Regions from separate parts of the Triticum aestivum genome. Here region 1 is linked to region 2. Evidence: chromatin contacts called from public Hi-C data. All regions are on one chromosome and are shown on one strand. The core of a region is the stretch at or near the end of the contact, and the rest is flanking DNA. Distances in the headings are between cores, read along the strand shown.

Evidence for each region. Hi-C and Micro-C count contacts between places; a contact is called where the count stands out from the background.
Region 1: a contact with region 2 is called in a Hi-C map of leaf, with 4 times the contacts expected there. The contact joins the promoter of LOC123114836 here to the promoter of LOC123112312 in region 2. A contact is called at or near these places in 5 of 5 Hi-C or Micro-C datasets (leaf, root and an unstated tissue) and 1 of 1 datasets of contacts at active chromatin or transcription factors (leaf).

The regions. Positions count from the first base shown.
Region 1 is chr5B:438,660,052-438,663,739 of IWGSC CS RefSeq v2.1, forward strand. It overlaps LOC123114836 (F-box protein At3g57590), which reads left to right and starts at 2,055. Exons shown (of 6, transcript XM_044536231.1): 1 at 2,055-2,219; 2 at 2,739-3,688. The coding sequence starts at 2,055. It overlaps LOC123112313 (putative F-box protein At3g17480), which reads left to right. Exons shown (of 2, transcript XM_044533266.1): 2 at 288-1,841. The coding sequence starts at 333. The coding sequence ends at 1,607.
Region 2 is chr5B:438,489,826-438,493,176 of IWGSC CS RefSeq v2.1, forward strand. It overlaps LOC123112312 (probable E3 ubiquitin-protein ligase XERICO), which reads right to left and starts at 2,040. Exons shown (of 1, transcript XM_044533265.1): 1 at 1,102-2,040. The coding sequence starts at 1,911. The coding sequence ends at 1,426.

The DNA.
Region 1 (3,688 bases), core at 805-3,304, 170 kb after region 2:
GTTTGGCAGAATGAAAATCCAACGCCTTAAGATGTTCAATAGTATTCTATATAGGCGGGGATGGTGTGTTAACTAATAGTACAAGCAATCATCTGTCTTTAACGAATACATAAGATGGACGGTTTTCCCCTCTTGGATCTGATAAGCCGTTCCCATTGAAAAATGGGCTGTTTCTGTCAAAAGTTCGAAGTGATCGCATGATCCTAGAACTGAATCAATCTTCATCGATTATAGATATACTAGCACCTTCCGTTTCTGAAAGCTTCCAATTTTATGGCATATTACAGGACTTGTCAGGCACAACTTTCACAGGGGAAAAAAGGTGCTTGGAAATGGCCAGTGACACAAACGATGCAGAGCAAGAGCAGGCAACCGAAAATCAGTTGGCAAGCATCAGCCGCCTCACACCAGACGTCCTGCACGAGATACTTCTCCGGCTTCCGGTCAGCACTCTGCAGAGACTCTGCCGGACGTGTCACCAATGGCGCGGGGTGATCAGCGACCCCTGCTTCATCATGGACCATGCCAATCGTGCACCCGAGCACCTCCTCCTTTTCCTGCCGAGGCTGGACGCCTCGGCGAGCCTCAAGACCGCCATGCCTGGCCGTGTGAAGCTCTTCGACGAGAAATGGTCCGTGTCAACGTGGGCGGCGTCTTCCATGGATCCGGACGACCACCTCTTCGCGTCATGCAACGGCCTGCTCTGCTTCTACCGGAAGTACACGCTGAAGATCGTCAACCCCGCGACCGGCCAGCGCCTGCACCTCTCGAAGCCCGACGGGAGATCGCTCCGTGACCTGTACTACCTCTATAGTTTCGGGTTCCACCCGGCGACGGGGGAGTACAAGCTCGTCTACTTCCTCCGCGAGCCCCGGCACGGCCGGTCGTCGGGGCAGCCGTTCCGCTTCGACGCCATCCAGGTGCACACCCTCGGCGAGGACGGGTGGCGGGACGTCAGGGCGCCGAGGGAGAGCTGCCTGGTGAACCTCGGGGTCGTCAACGTGGACGGCGCGATGTACTGGATATCGGAGGAGGAAGGGGCGTGCTGCGGCGCGGCGGTCATGGCGTTCGATCTCAAGGACGAGACCTTTGTGACGTTGAGGCCTCCGCCGTTGAGAGCGTGCGGCGTGGCGACGGACGGGCCCTGCGGCGCCCCCGCGCTGTCCTACTACGTGACGGAGGTGGAGAAGAAGGTTTGTCTGGTGACAGCCCCTTTCAGCAGCAGCGCTCCCCGGTGGCGCCGCTACAACGCCGAGGTCTCCGGGAGGATGGACGTCTGGACGCTCGAGAGCCGGGGCGAGGACAGGTGGTCGCTCAAGTACAGCGTCGACCTGTCGCCGTCGGCGCCGCGGTGCGTCCCGCAGCCGTGCTTCGTCCGCGGGGGGAAGGTTCTGCTGCACGGCCGCGACGGCGACGCGTTCTGCCGGGACCTGCGGGGCGACGAGGACGGCGGGGAGGAGGTGAGGCTGCTGAATTTCAGGCCTTACAGGTACTACGAGACGCAGGCGTACCTGTACAAGGAGACGCTCGTCCCGTTGGACGTGTACGCCGGGGCGGCCATTGTTCGCACGCCGCACTGGCCTCTCCCTCCGCCAGGTTCCTCCTGACATGACAGTACTGGCTTTGCAGTGTTGGAGCGCCTTGTGTTCTGAATTTCTGATTACGGCTCTGCGTTTGCCTTCGGTGGTCATGGTCCAGTATAGGTGTAGGCAGCAGATGAATGAATTACTTCTGAAACATGAATGAATTATGGTGTAATTCTCGATGGAGATTTAAGCAACTGGTTATTGTAACATATTCAGAAGTAATAAGTATTTTGTGCACTAAGCTTTTCTACTTCACTCGTGTAGTGAATAGTGCAAATTCTACCCATGATATATCAAGTGGGAACCAATGGAAAATGGCAAAGCCTTCGTCCAGAAAACAGGGCAGCCTTGAAGTTTTAGATCCACCAAAGTTCTTTTTATTTTTTTAAAGAAAAAAGTTGGGCTAATTGGGCCGAACCTGGCCTGCGCAGCATAAAACACCTCGTTCCTCTTCCGCCACGCTAAAAAAGAAAGAACTTGTTCCTCTTGGGCGAAACCCCGGAGCCGCCAGAAGGGGTCGAAGAGCTGACGAGGGGGGAAGCGGCGGGAAATCGTTTCACCGTCAAGCGGAGAGCCCTCCCATCCCAATCCAATGGCGGCGACGGCGGAGCTCGTCTGATCCGAATCGCGCTCGTGAGTCCTCGATGCCCCCTTTCGCTCGCGGAATGCTTTCTCCCCCAATATCCTTCTTGTCCGCGCTTCTCCATCTGTAACGGCGGCTAGGGTTTGTAGCTACTTGACGTGGTTGAGGGGCTGACTACTTGCTGTAATGGCGCCCGAGGGCGTCTAGGGTTTGTAGCTACTTGCTGAAGTTGAGGGATTGAGGCGCCGGAGGGACGGCGCGCACGAGTGTTCGTTGGATTTGACAGTAGCCTGCATTTTTGGTACATGAGAGATTTGTTTTTGACCGTGGGTTCACTTTTTGGGTAACTAGAGATTGTTACTTTTTTTTAGCCTGGAGTAGTCAAAATTTCGGAGCAGAAATTTGGAGATGCTATCAATATCTTCCTGCACATTGGTTGGTAAATTACCTTGAAAGCGAGACAAAAAATAAAAAAAAAATGCATAAATGTTAACTTCTTTCTTTGCCCATGAAATTACTTAAATGTCAGTTTCTATGTAGCTATCATTAATTGTAATGTGTGTTCGCAGAAGGGTTTGGTATTTCAGCTGCTTCGGCATTGGGTGCTCACTGTGGTCACTGAAGAAACCAAATCAATGAAGCAAATAAATGAGAAATGCATCATAAACCACCTCCCAGGGGACCTCGTTGAGCGGGTGTTTTTCGGACTTCCAGTGAGCACTCTGTTGACGTGCGTCGGAGTCTGCAAGCACTGGCACAACATCATCCGGGATCCACAGTTTGTTGCATTGCACCTCCAGTGTGCGCCAAGTTATGCCCTTCTGTTCTTCCCGTCAGGTTTGGTTTCAGGCAAGCACTACCCTAGTGATGCTGTCCTAATTGATGAAGCCTGGTCGCCATCGACATATATAGTGCCAGTGATTGGGCCTGGTGATTTTCTTTTTGGTTCATGCAATGGCCTTCTTGGCTTATACACAAAGACATCAACGATCAAGATAGCTAACCTTGCAACTGGTGAATGTCTACATCTTGGGAAACCTGTGAAGAATCTGAAAGGTGATAATTTCTGTTTCTATAGCTTTGGATTTCATCCCGTGACAAAAGAATACAAGATTACACACTTCCTTGGTGATTGCATTAATGGTCGCCCCCATAATAAAGACAGGTTCAACATCATTCAAGTTTACACGCTTGGTGATGAGAAATGGAAAGATATCCGAACTCCAGAAGCTCTTAGCTTGATCAGTGTGAGAAACTCTGGAGTTGTCAATGTTGATGGAAAAATGTATTGGTTAACTGAAGACATGTCAGCTAGCTGGCAGCATGCAGTTATGTCCTTTGATATCAGGGAAGAAAGTTTTGCAATGATACAACTGCCAGCAGCACGCGAAGATCATGATTACTATGGTTCTCGTAAGTTCTTGATCAGAGATATAGATGGGAAAATATGTATAGTGACTGCTCAAACTAGTCGTTATGATGCCAGAACTCTTGTCGGTGAGCTGCAGATCTGGGCACT
Region 2 (3,351 bases), core at 790-3,289:
TATATAGTTTATATTACGGTGATAAAATTGACAACCTAGGGGTACGCGCACGCCTTGTAAACTGAAACGGAGGGAGTATTCAGGGTTGCAATGCTATAATTTTAAAAAAAAAGTTATGGGGATAGACTAGCTAAGCTAGTGCTTAATTTCGCAAACAACAAAAACTTAGAGAAAAATGACTTTTGAGGATGGTACAGAAGTTAACATGGATTTTATCTTTTAAAAAAGGATTCCATAAAAAAAAAGTTAACATGGATGGGGTTGCAGCGCAAGGGGCAAAAAAGCATAACAAAAAGGGACCTTGGCCGTGACGACAAGGAGCCGATGGAGGGACGCCCAAGATTGGCGGCATGTGCCATCGGCGATGCGGACGCAGCCAAGTGGGGCCACGTTGATAAGCACGTATCCGTAATCCATGTGACCCGCCCCCGCCCCCGCCCGCATAAACAATCCGCTGCCGTTGCCGTGCCTTTCAGCGCCTTGTCTCCCCTGCCTAATTGCTCCGGGGATACCTGCAACGCCACCCCCCAAAAATAATCGATCACTCAACCAACAACCCCACTGGTTTTATAGTACTCCTGATTAGTGCAGGATTCCCTTGCCGTTTGTTTGGAGCCTGGGAGAAATTACCCAAATAGTGGTGGTGGTTTCTTGATCCGGTTTAATTTAATAAACGCTAGAAATTACCCGAATAGTATTGGTTTCTTGATTTGCTTAATAAACACCGGAAGAGATTGCTACAGTGGTTCCTTGATCTGGTTTAATGAACACTTTGTAAAAATTGGTAGAGTATTGGTTTCTTGATCTGGTTTAACAAACGCTACTACAAAGTACCCGAATGGCACTGGTTTCTTCATCTGGTTTAACAACAGGTACAAAATACCCGAATAGCACTGGTTTCTTGATCTGCTTTATTAATAAACACCTGCAACGATTCGCAATGGTTTCTTGTTAAGATCAGCTACCAGTTCCTGAAATTGGTAATACAACGGTGTGCACGGAAAGAGTAAAATAAGGAAACTTTAGTAGTGATTTTTCCATAAATATCTGGAGAGAGAAGTTAGGGGCATCCAAGAGGCAAGAACACAGAGGCCCCTCTGGTGTTCACAACACATCCTTGTTCCATCAATTTTCCGTTTCTCGTAAAAAAAGCCGAAGGCCGTACACAAATTTCTCATCACACAAAGCGCTACACCCGTAGGAGCGCTCTCTGCTGAAAAATATTTACACGGTACAGCGATGGCACGAGGCGTACAGAAAACGAAACCAAAAGGCAAATGCGAAAGGCGAGGAGCAGAGCCCTCTGCTAGGATCCATCTAAATTCCTACGCGCACACGGAGAGGCCACACACGGAGCTAGCACATAGCCGGGGGCGACGCGACGGGGCGAATCTCTCTCTTCTCTTCTCTTCGCTTCACTCGTGCCTAAATCCAGGCCGTCAGGGTGGGGGCCGGCGGCGACCACGACTCGTCGGCGGCCGCGGCGGCCGGGAGGAGGCGGGAGCGGCAGAGCGGGCAGGTGGCGTGGTCGTAGTCCAGCCAGGTCTCGAGGCAGGCGCGGTGGAAGAGGTGGCCACAGGGCAGGCGGTTCACCACGGCGTCCGCCTCGAACCGCACCAGGCAGACGCGGCAGTCAGGCACCGCCGCCGCGCCCCGCCTCCGGCCGAAGCGCGCGGGGCGGAACCTGCTCCTGAACCTCTCGGCCAGGCTGGGGGCCGCCGGGGTGGCCGCCGTGAGCTGGTCGGCGCCGTCGGCGTCCTCCCCGGCCAGCAGCGACGGCGGCGCGGGCAGGCCGAGGAAGACGAGCGCGGCGCGGAGGAGGCCCGCCAGGGCGGCGATCGAGACGACGGCGTGGTAGAGCAGGTAGATCAGGAGGCTCTCCTTGGGCGCCGGCATGCTGGAGATGCCCATCGCGGCGGCCTGGAGGATTGGGGATCGATCCGTGGACCCGTCTGCAATTTGCGCCTTCTTTCAGGGGCGGTTCGGTCTGAGCGGCTGTGGTGCTGGTGTGGTGGGATGGATACAGTGAGGGAGGGGGAGACGGGGTGGGCGCATTTATAGCCGGGCCGGGGCTGCTGGTGTCACCTCCCTATCCATCCCATCTCGTTCGGGTGGTGCACCGCGACCCGTGTTCGCCAGCCCACCGCCGTCGGATCCGCGCGACGGACGTCCGATAATTCCCCGCGCTTGGGTAGGGGACACCCCACATGCGATGCGGTTCGATCGTGGGCGCCCAATAATTCCCCGCTCTGGTTCGGTTTGTGGCGTCCAATAATGCGTGCATGGTTCCTGAGGCCAATTATTTGGGCCGGCCGATCCAAAACCCGGTGGACGCATTTGTACGTGCATTGCACCGGAGATGATGGTACAATATCGAGTGACCGATCTCACTGTCACGGGACAGTGGAAAATCATCGGGCGCGATTGGCGAAGCTGATTGGCTGGCTGACGGCCCCGACCGATCCAAATCAAAAAAAGCTGAGTGCGAAAGGGAATTCAACGCAGCGTACCGAACATAAGCGGCTCAGCACGATCCCCGCCATTTATCTGTTGCGAACCGTGACGTGCTTGACTCACAAGACATTATCGCAACCTCATTTCAGTTTTCTTTCTGCGGCGGTCATTTCAGTTGAAAAGACGGAGGATTTTTCTTCCGAATCTTTTCTCGTGGAAATAGTAGTATTTCCTTCCGATTCTGCGGGAATGGTAATCCCGGAGGAGGATCAGCTCGCCGATCGGGTTGCCGTGCCTGCACGACTGCGGCCGGCCGGTCGAACCGACCCCGACCCGACGCGAGCCCCGCCCGGCCGGTCCCGATCAGTCCGTGCACCGAATTGGGATGGGAATCGATCTCCTGGTACGTACGCCACTGCACTACGTCCCCTCCCCATCGACGCAGTTACGGCCGCGACCAGTCTTGGACGCGCGAGACAGGGACGCCAGAGACGGCGACCGACGCGGTCACGGACGCTGCGGCTCAGCCGTTCGGGTTCAGCGGACGGACGCGCGGCCGCCAGGTCCGGTGCCCCGCCCTCCAGGATGCCTCCGGCGACCCGTGTACTACCCGTGGGTGCCGGCCGGCTGCGATGGATGTGGAGGGTCTTGACCACTAGGCACACCAGTGGGCAGCGGCTGCTTGCTTTGCGTAATTGCTCGGCGTGGCCAAAGTCTCGGTGGAACGCACCTAACCATTTCTCGCCCGGGTGTCGCCGGTCGATGAAAGTTGCTTGACAAGCTACCGAATACAGTACTGTAGTGGAAGTACTACTTGCTTATGCTATGTGCCCGTCAATAGTAATCCATCCGACTAATCAGAAAAAGAAGAAAAAAACAGAAAGACGGTCCGGTTAG